Regions from separate parts of the Gossypium hirsutum genome. Here region 1 is linked to region 2. A link is a contact called in public Hi-C data. All regions are on one chromosome and are shown on one strand. The core of a region is the stretch at or near the end of the contact, and the rest is flanking DNA. Distances in the headings are between cores, read along the strand shown.

Region 1 (6,334 bases), core at 3,206-5,705, 570 kb after region 2:
GACTCATACAGGCAACGAGAAAACAAAAATAAAAGTAGAGAAGATCAAACACATAAATATTTATGTGGAAAAATTTCTCCAAAAAATAGGACAAAAAACCACAGGCAAAGAAGACTTCACTAAATGACCAAAAACCGAAAGAGTATAAGACAAAATAATCTCAACAAATAAACTTTAAACCCAAAAAAAACAAAGCACTTTGGCTAAAACCCGAAATTCCCAAAAACTCACAAAAACTCTCTCAATCACAAAGATGATGATGATTACTATAGGTTACAAAAATCCCTTTTATAGGCTAAATTTGAAGGTTAAATGCGACTAAAGTAACCCTAGACTAATCAGAGTTTAACTAGGAAACAATAGTAGAGTTTAACTAGGAGAAGAAAATATGGTTGAATTGGGAAACACATTGCCACATCATATGTCCCTCGTCAGGATGTTATTCTTCGCATCGTCGAGACATTGTTTTCTTCTTGTCTGGACGTCGAGTGTCTCGTCATCGGGATGTCAGCTTTTCCTCGTTGCAATGTCAATTCGTAAATTTAAGGCACACTCTACAAAAATCTTTTGTTTGGAATTGAACTACAGTTGAAAAAATAAATAAATTTCAAGAAATTTTTTATATAGTAAGGGTCTATTTGTTTCACTAATAATGGCTTCCGGAAAATGATTTCCAGAAATTTACTTACTTTCCTAAAAAAGTTAATATTTTATGGTGTTTGGACGAATCTATGTAAAATATTTTTCATTGTTTGACAGATTTCTTAAAAATATTTCATAAAAGTTGTTTTCAATGAAACAAACATATATTTAAGATTTTCTTATCTTTTCATTGTTTAATTGAGTTTATTTTATATCTATAAATTTATATTTTACATTGTTTTTATATATATTAAAAATATTTTGTTAAATTCAGGTTCATTACAGTGCTATTTTTTAGTTACGTGACTACCAAGTGAGTATTTTTTATTTAAAAATGTGACATCAACAAAATTGAAAAAATTAACAATGTCAACAATTAGACTTGATTTTCAAATCTGAAAAGTAGAGGGACTAAATTATTAAATATAAAAGTAAAACAACTAAATTGCAAATTCGTGAAAAGTACATAGACTTATGATATATTTTAACCTTTATACTACAAAAAATTTATTATTGATATATTTATAATTGTAATAAATATTTATTATTAAAATATAAATATTGAATATTTTCAATAATATGTGAAGAATATTATTTAAAATTATTATTTTTAAAATTTATTATTAAAATAAAATTTAAATATTAAACAATTTATTAAAATAATAAATTATATTAATTATATTAATAATTTATTATATGACTAAATATAAATAATTAAATATGTATGTTTAATAATATTGGAAAATATAATATTTTAATAATTTTAATTTTTTTTAAAAATAAAAATAAAATTTATTATCAATATAATAATATTAAGCTTTATTTAAATTAATTTTTATATAAAAATAAAATTACCTATAGAGTAGCTCTTTTCCAGAAAATAACTTATGCTTTTTAAAATGATAAGTCATTTTATAGAAAAAATGACTTATTTTGAGATGACCTGTAAGTCATCTTCCATTGACCAAGCTATTTTCTATTAAATAAATACAGGAAAATGTAGAAAATATTTTCCGTAAAACTTTTTACATGTAAACAAACGGGCCCTAAATGTTTACTCTGTTATAATTTGGGCTTAATTAATTTTTTTTAAAAAGTATAAGCATTAAAATGATCCATTTATTAAGAAAGAGAATAATTTAATTCAATTCCAATAATATAGAGAACTCCTAAATACTTTTAACCCAAAAGAATCATATTTCTAATTAGGCCCAAATTAAGCTTGGGTGAAGGTTTGAAATTTAAGTTTGAGGTTTGGGCCCAAATGAATATACAAATTTTAAAATTAAATTCACAATAAAATAATAAACAAGCCAGTAGACTAGAACAAAATAAAAACTTAGATTTAATGTTGGTGTTGCTTGATAAATTGAAAAATTAAATGCTGAAAAAATAAATGTTGAAAAATTAAGTATTAAAAATTTAGTCATGCATAATATCCTCATCAAGTGAATATAATTAATTATGAGATTAAGAGGAGTGATGTCAAAATTGGACTAAATCAATCAATTGTGTTGGTTAACTGTTAAATAAAAAATCTATGATCCAATTGGTGGTAAAAAATCAAACATAAAGTAAATTATTTTTAACCAGTAAAAAATTATAAATTGAGAAAAAAAAATCAGGATTCAATTGGCGAAATCTTTTTACTTTTTTTTTAGATTTTGTTGAATCATAAAATAGTGAGATGAATTCGATTATTGATCCAATTTTTACAATATTGGCTGAGGGTTAAAAGTAGTTTGAAAAAAAAAATCAACTCTCCTTTAAGTCGGAACCATTTTAAAACTCAAAGAGTAGAAATGGGTCGAATATTTGTACTTTTTTTACTTATCTAAATCTGAATTAGCAAATGTGTCTAAAAATATGAATCCGTAAATTATTGAGTATCTAAATCCGAATTAGCAAATGTATCTAAAAATATGAATCTGTAAATTATTGAGTACTATTGTGTAAATCCAAATCCAAATCCAAATTCAAATTAAAAATCATTATTCGTCATATATTTGAATCCAAAAAAATCTAAATTTGAATATCTTAAAATTAAAATTTTAAAAATAATATAAAATAAAACAAAACAAAATTTATTCATAATTAAAAAAAAATAATGTAAAATGAATTAAGAGAAGTAGTTAAATAAAAATCCAAACAAATTAAACTTAACAACTCCAAAACAATTTATATGTACCTAACAACTTTTTTTTTTGTTTGAATATAATATACCTAATGACTTAAACATAAGAATTCTAAATAAATTATAATTGCATATATTATAATCTACCATAAAGTTAGTTCCACATTTAGAGTTAAAGCTTACATATCATTATATAAAAGCATACATTTAATATCATAATTGTATATAGGATTACATATCATTAATAATATACCCTAATTATATAATGCTAATTGTATATATTATAATTTACCATAATTTTAGTTATACGTGTTAGAGTTTGTGTGACTTGAATTCTGTTACTTGTTGAAAAAATAAATAAGGGGATCTGTGGGGGTGAGAGGTTAAGAGTTGTAGGTTTTTTCAACCCTTAAATAGGTATAGTCAAAACTCCTCTTGTGATACAAATTTCCAAACTTGGAGGGTTTGGAAAATAGCTCGAATGGAAGGACCGTCTCGAATAGGTTCAATTGGTGGAAACCTTGACCCGTAGCACTTGAATACTTTAAGGAACCGTAGTTATATTAAAACTATGACCCACTTAAATGTGAAAGAATACTCGAACCTTGGTAAGCAAAGCCGCCACACTCCGTGATGGGAAATGAATTGATAAGACAATTGGGTGAATGCCACAAACTCATAAAAGTTTGATAAGTTCAGCTTAATCCAATGAAGAACCGTGAGATAATAATCTCACCAACAAAGTTTATATTCAGAATAATTATCTAACCTCAACATCGTCCTTTTACAAGATATATATAGGCCCTAATTTGACTATTCAAATTCAGCAGCTACACTAGCTTTTATCACAACTTAAAATTTGGTTATAACTTTATGATGGGCAACCAATAAGTCATGACTCTTCACTTGATTCAGATAGCTAAAAAGTCATGTCTCTTCATTTGTTGAAAGCTTAATCTTCCATGATTGTGCTGTTTAGTGTCCCTTTATCCCCCTTATGACCAAATGTTATGTTGCTTGACATTCATCTCTTTTAATGGCTCCATAATGATCCTTAAGGGCATGAAACCAATCAGATTTTGAAGAGTCACTCATGATTCATTTAAACAACCACCATAATGAGCTTTAAATGAATGAAATCGATTAGACTTGAAGAGTTATTCTTAGTCCTATAAATAGTCAGCTACAAGATAAATAATTAGACATTAAACATTGACAACTTTTCATATTCATATTCAGCTAAAATATTTAACTTAAAACACACATATTTATGATTGAAACCAGCATAATGTAAATACACACATGCATTTATTTATGAACATGTAACTCCAACCTATGCTTAAATATAATTAACATATAAGATGCATAAATGCATGGCTTAATTAAAATGCAAACTTATTTTCATAATGTACATAATTAAAACACAAACTTAATTAACATATGAGATGGTTTTATGCATGACTTAATTAAATGCAAAATACATAATGCTAGACACAATTAAAGATGTAGACATATAATGCAAGACATAATTTAAAGATACAAACTTATTAAACTGAAATGAAACTTAATTAAAGTCTTCTTAAACTGTCTCATGATTAACCAAACCCAATGGAGGTCTCATCCAACTCTCGGATCAGCATTTGACTTGGTCTTGGCCAATCAGAACATAATTAATTTGGGCTTGTTCCCAATGTCCACACATAGGCCCTTTAAACTCTTCTTTGACCCACTTTGTTCGCCCCCCATAGTTGACCTAATTGGTAAACACAAATGATCAATCTTTGTTCTAGCTATCTCAAGAAGATGTGGTTCATGGAAATTAGGCCCAACTTCAAATTGTTTCACCTTGGCAAGAATTGATTCAGCCTTGGTGGGCAGAATCACATCATCTTGTATCATTCACTTATCGATATTAGTCTATTCATGGGTTTTTCCGAAAGGGTTTTCACGTAAAATTTATGTGTTTTTATTTTTATTTTTCTTATTATTTTGCGATCATTCTATTACCAGTATTGACGTCTCTCATAACAATACGTTTAGGGTTTAATCTTACATATCATTAATATAAAAATGTACATTATAATAATGTAATTGTATATAGGGTTAGTAATCTTAAATAATCTACCTTAATTATATAATCCTAATTGTATATATTATAATCTACCGTAAAATGAGTTACACGTTTAATGTTTAGGTACATATCATTAATAAAATAATACAAATTATAATATCATAATTGTATAATAATATTATTATACATTCATAATTTACATATATATATATAACAATTGATATATTATATGTCCTTAAACATGTATGTATACAATTATTTATAATATAACATGTATTGAATATAATTAAGTGATATTAGAAAATAAATTTATATTATAATATTTATTTTAATTATATAAATATGAAATAATTTTTTTAAAGTAATTTAACTAATTGAGTTAATAAAATAATAAAAAAAGCAGTGAAAAATTTAGGAATTACGATGGTCTCATCTCATTGTTTGCTTAGGTTTAAAAATAAAAAAATAAAATTTAGAAGAAGCTACATGACATTTAAAAGAAGACGAAATAGTTATTTTCAATTTTATTATTAATTAGTATATTTATTTTAAAAAAATATTTTTATTATATTTTTATACATTAATTATTAACTTGTGTAAATTATAACTAATGTTTAAGAGCAGTATTAGTAGTTAAAACATGGTTTTATGTGTAAGAGGTTTTGGGTGCAAACTTGTTAGAAGAGGTCTATTTGCATCCGCTTTGAATCCGTAAAATTTGAATTGGATAAATCCGAAATTCGAATTGCCATCCCTATCAAAGCTATAAAGCTTTGGGACTTGAGTTAGCAATAACTTTCACCTTGAGGTGTGAACTTTTTTTATCCAAATTAGTCATTGAATTTGATAAATGTTTCTATATTGGGATATGGACTAGACAATTGCTCTCACATTAGAATTTTAATTTTTTTATTTAAATTAATCCCTAAACTTAAAAATTGTTTTAAGAACTGTTTTCATATTGAAGTTTGATATTTGGCAATTATTCTCCCATGAAAGTCTAAACTTTAAAATTTTGAAGGAAACATTAAAGATTAATTTAGATAAAAAAATACATACCCAAAGTGAGAATAATTTCGAATTCCGTATTCCAAAAGGTAATAGAACCATTGAACTCTTGAAAGAAAAGGGGAAGGAAATATAATGGCCTGGAGAGCCCATCCTGGAAAAAAGGGGCTCACTTAGAAAGCACTTGTTAGATTGTATATGAGCCAGTTATGTTGAGTAAAGTGGGCTGACATTAAAGACATAATTGAGGTAGCAAGTTCCAGAATTGGGGTAGATCCTGAATGAATTCATTGAATTGAAAGTTGATGGGATATTTAATGGTTGAAAGCAAGATACTTTGCCCAATAAAGAGAAACTCCCATAACTTTAATTAATTAATGCTTGAATCAAAGCCTTTAAACTTTTCTTATGTTTCATGATTAAGCTTTCCAAAGGTGACAACTCACTCCCACAAATCGATAGGACAACTTTTAACTACA
Region 2 (5,557 bases), core at 2,678-5,177:
ATAATTAATTATAAGTAGTTTGCATGCGTTTTTGGTTTGTTAATTGTGGTATTGTATAAGTTAGTTAACATTTGGACACCATTTCTATGCTTGAATTGTTTACATTTTGTACAATTTGGTATGTTGGTCTCGAGATATTATGATTATGTCTACAGACATTATGAATAAAAATAATTATTTCGTACATTTTTAGATTTAGGACTCGAGACGTGTTGAACAAGTCTTGAGACATTCATTGTCGAGGTTCGAGACACTAACCCTTTTTTCTTGAGACATCTAAACATTCAAGCTAAATTAATAAAATAAGGGAAGAGTGTCTCAAGAACAAAAGGCTCGGTCTTGAGACATAGCTACATCGAAGCAAATAATAAACAGAAAAGGTCAGTCTCGAGACACATTTATGAATTTTGGTATTAGAGTTTGGATTCGAATTTTTACTCCGTATTTGAATTCGTGTAATCCCGAGATTTGAAAAAATTAAATAAGGATGTTTGACACTTACATGTATATGGATACAAATGACGTTTGATTTTATTTGAACAATATTATAAGTTTAATTTGTGGAGATACATTAAGTTAGTTTGAGTTGCTTTGACAACGTAATATGGCATCACATATTTGGATTCGACGACTGGGTCAAATTTGGGGTATTACATGTAGATTTAGTCATTGTTCTCCAATTGAATCATTCTTAGTCTCTATATTTTTCGAATTTTAAAATTTTAATCTTGATACTAACGATAAATTTTAAGTCCATTAATTGGTTTTTGTGAATAATATGTGAAAATAGCAAAGTTGACATGGTATTGTACGTGTGACAGTGCATTTGTCGAATCGGATTTTGGAAATAATAGTACTTAATAAATTTAATATACACCGTTTGGTAAAAATTGAAATTTTAAAATTCGAAAAGCATAAAATAAAAAATTTAAATCCACAACTTATGCATAGTAGAAGGACTAACAATAAATTTTAATTAAAAATAATTTATTTTTAACATAAAGAGTTTTTAGTTAAATTTGTTATCGAAGCTTTATAAATAATCAAATTTTAAATTTTATTCCATTTAGAGGGCCTTCTAGTATATAGTTTTGACATTTTTAACTCTTTTGGATTTAAAAATGTAAATTTAATTGCTAATACAATTAAAATAGAAATTTTAATTTTAATTTTATTATAACAACATTTTCTGTTAGAAAGCTATGAAAAATAAATTGATTGAATTTTAAAAATAAAATTAAAAGTATTAAATTCCTAATATCTGAAGAGTACAAGGGGTTAGAACATATTTTAACCATTTGAATTAAACCACAATTTATTCAAATTTATCCAAAAAAAAATTGAAAACGGATTTTGATTGTTTGAACGAAAGTTGAATAATTTTATTAATACCACATAATCATCCAATTTTAATGAATATGTATATATATATCATTATGCCATAAAAATACACTGAATAATAAATTCCATTAATACTTAATTTAACAAGCATACTAATGGAAGCTAAACATTCTTTATTTTAAAGCAAAAGCAACTGAAAGGAAAGCTGCTTTTTACCAACTCTAACACTACACTTCCATTAACACCCAAAACGACAAAAAATTAACATACATACATACATCAGATGAATATACAAATTTCTTTTACTTCATTGACATTACTTTTACCATCTCCTCTAATCACAACTACAACTATAACCAATTGGGTTAATTATTTTTTCTAATTCAAGCCAATGTCGGGTTGAATTTTTTATACTGATTTATTGCAAATTAAATCATATCATGTCCGAATAATTTGTATATGAGATTCTTTCGGGTTCATGAAAAACAGTATTTCTTAACCCTTCACTAACATGAAAAACTTAAGGTTCCAAATCCACTATAAGATCTTTCCAAAACTATGTTTAAGCTCCAAGTTGGTGGAATCATAGAATACACCTCAGATTTTGCAGCAACAAATGAAATGAGCTGAAAGATAATATTAGCAGTGTTCATTGCCCATGGTAGATTAATTTCAGCTACGGTCCCATTGCATAAGATTCAGGTCATTTGGTTGCAAGTAAATATATGCAGGAAGGATGAATGAAGATATATTTCATAACATTTCATCACAAATCAATGCAAGAATATCAACAAACAAAAATATCAATATCATTTCTTAAGCCTAATCTGATAATCGGGTTGTCTGTGGAATGCACAAGGTAAAAACGAAATGAACACCAAAATTTGCCCTATTACAGTACAATTCAATATACAAATCCATCCATATTCAGGCAAGTAACGGTATCAACAACGACAGTATCATCTGTTAAGTCTAATCCGACTATTGTTTTCAAAGGATCGTCGGTCCTATGCTGATGAATAAAGACATACATGCATAATTTTCCCTTAATTACACTACAATTCAATAGTCCCATCCATCCATATTAAAGCAAGCAACACTATCAACAAACAACAGTTATCATTTCTTAAGCCTAACCAACAGCACCAAACACATAATTTCCACTTAATTACACTACAACTCGATATATAAATCCATCTATATAAGCCAAGGCACCTTATCAACAAACAACAGTTATCAATTCTTAAGCCTAATCCGAAAATTGTTTCTCCGGAACGGAATGCTGTCCTATGCAGAAGAGTATACATGAAATGCATAATTAGCCCTTAACTAGAGTAGGATTCAATATACAAATCCCGTCCATATTAAGGCAAGGATCACTAAAGGTCTAAAGCTGAAGCTTCCTTAAAACACCATGACACACATTCATGAAAGATGCACCATTTACTTTGCCAGGAAAAAGAGAATAGGCCTCATTCGAAGCTTACCGTGAGGCTGAAACCCAGATGAACAGTTTCACAAAATTCAGCCACAAGATGTTATCTAGCTTATGGTTTGATGAATAATCTAGCCACAAGGTCCAACATAAAGTTCAAATTTAACACTAAAATGCTATGTTACTTAGAGCACATACCCATGTGGGAATGTGTCTCAACCACGGTATTTCAAGAACAATGAAGAGTCGAATCCCATCACATGTGCTATGATCAGTTCAATAATACATCATAAGCACACAATTCATCCACCAAAAGCTGTAAATAAGCTGAAAAATGCCATTGATATCATCATCAAAACAAGCATTGTATGTAAAGAAAAAAAAAACTTACATTCAAACAAAATACTTAACCATCTGAATCTCCTTCTTCTTAAACCCGCATTTCTCATAAAACACTTTGTTTCCATCACTGCAATCCAAAATAACCTTATAACACCCCATGGAACGAGCGTGATCCGCCAGAAACCCCACGATTTTCTTCCCCAATTGCATCCCTCTGGAACCGGCATCGACCACCACGTCCTCGATGTGGCCCACTTTACCACACTTCCTTATGAACTTCTTCTCAATAAACACACTCCCTGAAGCTATAATCTTACCTGAAATTTCATCTTCGATCACACAAATAACATGATCATCGCCATACATGCTGATTTCCTTAAACCTATCTTCGAATTCTTTATCAGAAACTGAATCACAAACAGTTAATTGTCGTAATAGCTCTAAAAACCCTTTGCTTTTATCTGAAAGTTCCAGCTTTCGAACCCTCAAATTATTTCCTTCTATTGATGAATTAGAGTTCTCCATTTCCTTTTTTTCTGATTCTGTACATGGCAAAAAGAAAAAGGGTATCTTTTAATTGAACAAAACATTCAATATGAACAGAAAAAAAGGAAAAAAAGGAACATAGAGTTATAACAATTCTGACCTGTTGTAGTGTTCGATCAATTTCTGGCCTAGGGATAGTTAATTTAAGGAGGATGCTTTTATAGGAGTATTGTGATTTTTTATAATTTCATTTTAATCCCCTAAGTTTTCATTAATTGTAATTGGACCCTTTTTTAAGCTTGTAAGAAAGAAAACACGACACGTGAGTTTGGTTGGTGTTTTAGATTGTGCTTGTCACAATCCCCAGTTTTTCCTCATCTGCCAAACACCTAGAAATTTACATTGAAAAAAGGAAGAAAAAAAATCGAAGCTTTGAGCCATGAAAAGCATTATATGAATGCTTTAAATCCAATTCCCATGTCGAGATCATTGATTCAACGCATTTCTCCATTTTTCATAGCTCGAATCAAGCAAAACCATAAGCTTCTAAGCTCTTCTTTTTCTTCATCTTCTTCAGCTCTTCATGAGGCTTCTTCTGAATCTCCATCTCCTTCCCTCGATGCAGTTCACATGACTGATAACTGCATAAAGGTAAAATTTAGATTTCTTTTCCCCTTTTGCTGTATGGGATTGATGTTTTCTTCTGAATCGTTCTTCTGTGATTTCGTTTGTATTATTTTACCACTCTCTGTTGTATATGGAATTTGCTTTATTTTGTCTAGTATATTGCTTTGTTGGGTTTCTCATATCAAGTTTGTTTTTTTGGGTGTGTTTTGTAATTTAACTGGGGACTACAGGTCCGTTTGGATGCTGTGAAAGAGCAGGAAAAGATTGAACCTTTTCAATTCTCTTAATTTCTTTTTGTGTAATATGTAGCTTATGAGAGAATAAGGATTACAATCAAATGGAAACATTCATTCAATTTCTTTCTTATTCATATTTCACTTTCTGGCATCTCTCACAGCCCCAATTTTTTCCCCTTTCATGTAAAGTTATGTAATTTTTGTTCTATCAGTATTTTCTTACCCTTTTTTGCAAGGTTCTAACTTTTAACTTGTTTATTCAAAAAAATAAACTTTCAACTTGTTAAAATTGCTTAATTTAGGAGACATTATAGACCCAATAGGCCAATACCTTGTTTTCCACTACATTGAAATTTGTATGAAAACCCTTGCAGGTTTTTTTCTTCAGTGGTTGGTGGCAAATATCCTTGCCAACTTCTTAGAAAATCCACAGTTGTTTTTTTTCTCTCACTGACATTAAGCATGGCTTGCAGAGAATAAAAGAATTGCAAGCAAGTGAGCAATCATCTGATCAGATGCTTCGATTGAGTGTAGAAACCGGAGGATGTTCGGGGTTTCAATACGTGTTTGATTTGGATGACAAAACAAACCCAGATGACAGGTTTCTTTGTTTCCTTTTGTTTTTCGTTTTGGTTTTACGAAAAGTATGCTTAATTTCTCTCTCTCTTCCTACCGCTTTAACCATTTTTATTTTCCCGTTGTATCATATTCTATTTGCAGAGTTTTTGTGAGGGAAGGGGTAAAGTTGGTAGTTGATGATATTTCCTATGATTTTGTAAAAGGAGCAACCATCGATTATGTCGAGGAGTTAATTCGTTCTGCATTCGTGGTAAGCCGTGTTGTCTTGTTCTGTGCATAAATTTATCGATGATGTTGTCTTAAATCCTAGAAGACAAGTAGTTTCCCTCTAGCTTAGTGATTAACCATGATAATTTTCTAAATAGACTGTTGATATGCCGCTAGCATTAACCGCTGTGAACTCCAATATGATGCAAATATTCTTCATTTCTGGTTGCATTAGAAATGTTAAATGTTAAATTTCAATGCAGTAGATGTTGTTTAGGCACCACTAAATCTATTCTTTGTATTG

What was found. Hi-C and Micro-C count contacts between places; a contact is called where the count stands out from the background.
Region 1: a Hi-C map of leaf shows a contact between it and region 2, with 3 times the contacts expected there. The contact joins the enhancer-like site here to the promoter of LOC107949458 in region 2. A contact is called at or near these places in 2 of 34 Hi-C or Micro-C datasets (hypocotyl and leaf).

The regions. Positions count from the first base shown.
Region 1 is chrD01:33,330,811-33,337,144 of Gossypium_hirsutum_v2.1, forward strand. No RefSeq gene overlaps it. Among protein-coding and RNA genes, the nearest start is that of LOC121214381, 12 kb to the right of the region's middle. Within about 2 kb of position 4,456, at least 3 of the 9 cell types and tissues checked have an H3K27ac peak or open chromatin away from gene starts, as enhancers often do. A contact at or near this core is called in hypocotyl and leaf, where this site is marked.
Region 2 is chrD01:32,764,150-32,769,706 of Gossypium_hirsutum_v2.1, forward strand. It overlaps LOC107949458 (glucosamine 6-phosphate N-acetyltransferase), which reads right to left and starts at 3,928. Exons shown (of 2, transcript XM_016884110.2): 1 at 3,765-3,928; 2 at 3,094-3,660. The coding sequence starts at 3,643. The coding sequence ends at 3,170. LOC107949457 (iron-sulfur assembly protein IscA-like 2, mitochondrial) reads left to right here and starts at 4,002. Exons shown (of 4, transcript XM_016884109.2): 1 at 4,002-4,255; 2 at 4,941-5,068; 3 at 5,188-5,296. The coding sequence starts at 4,058.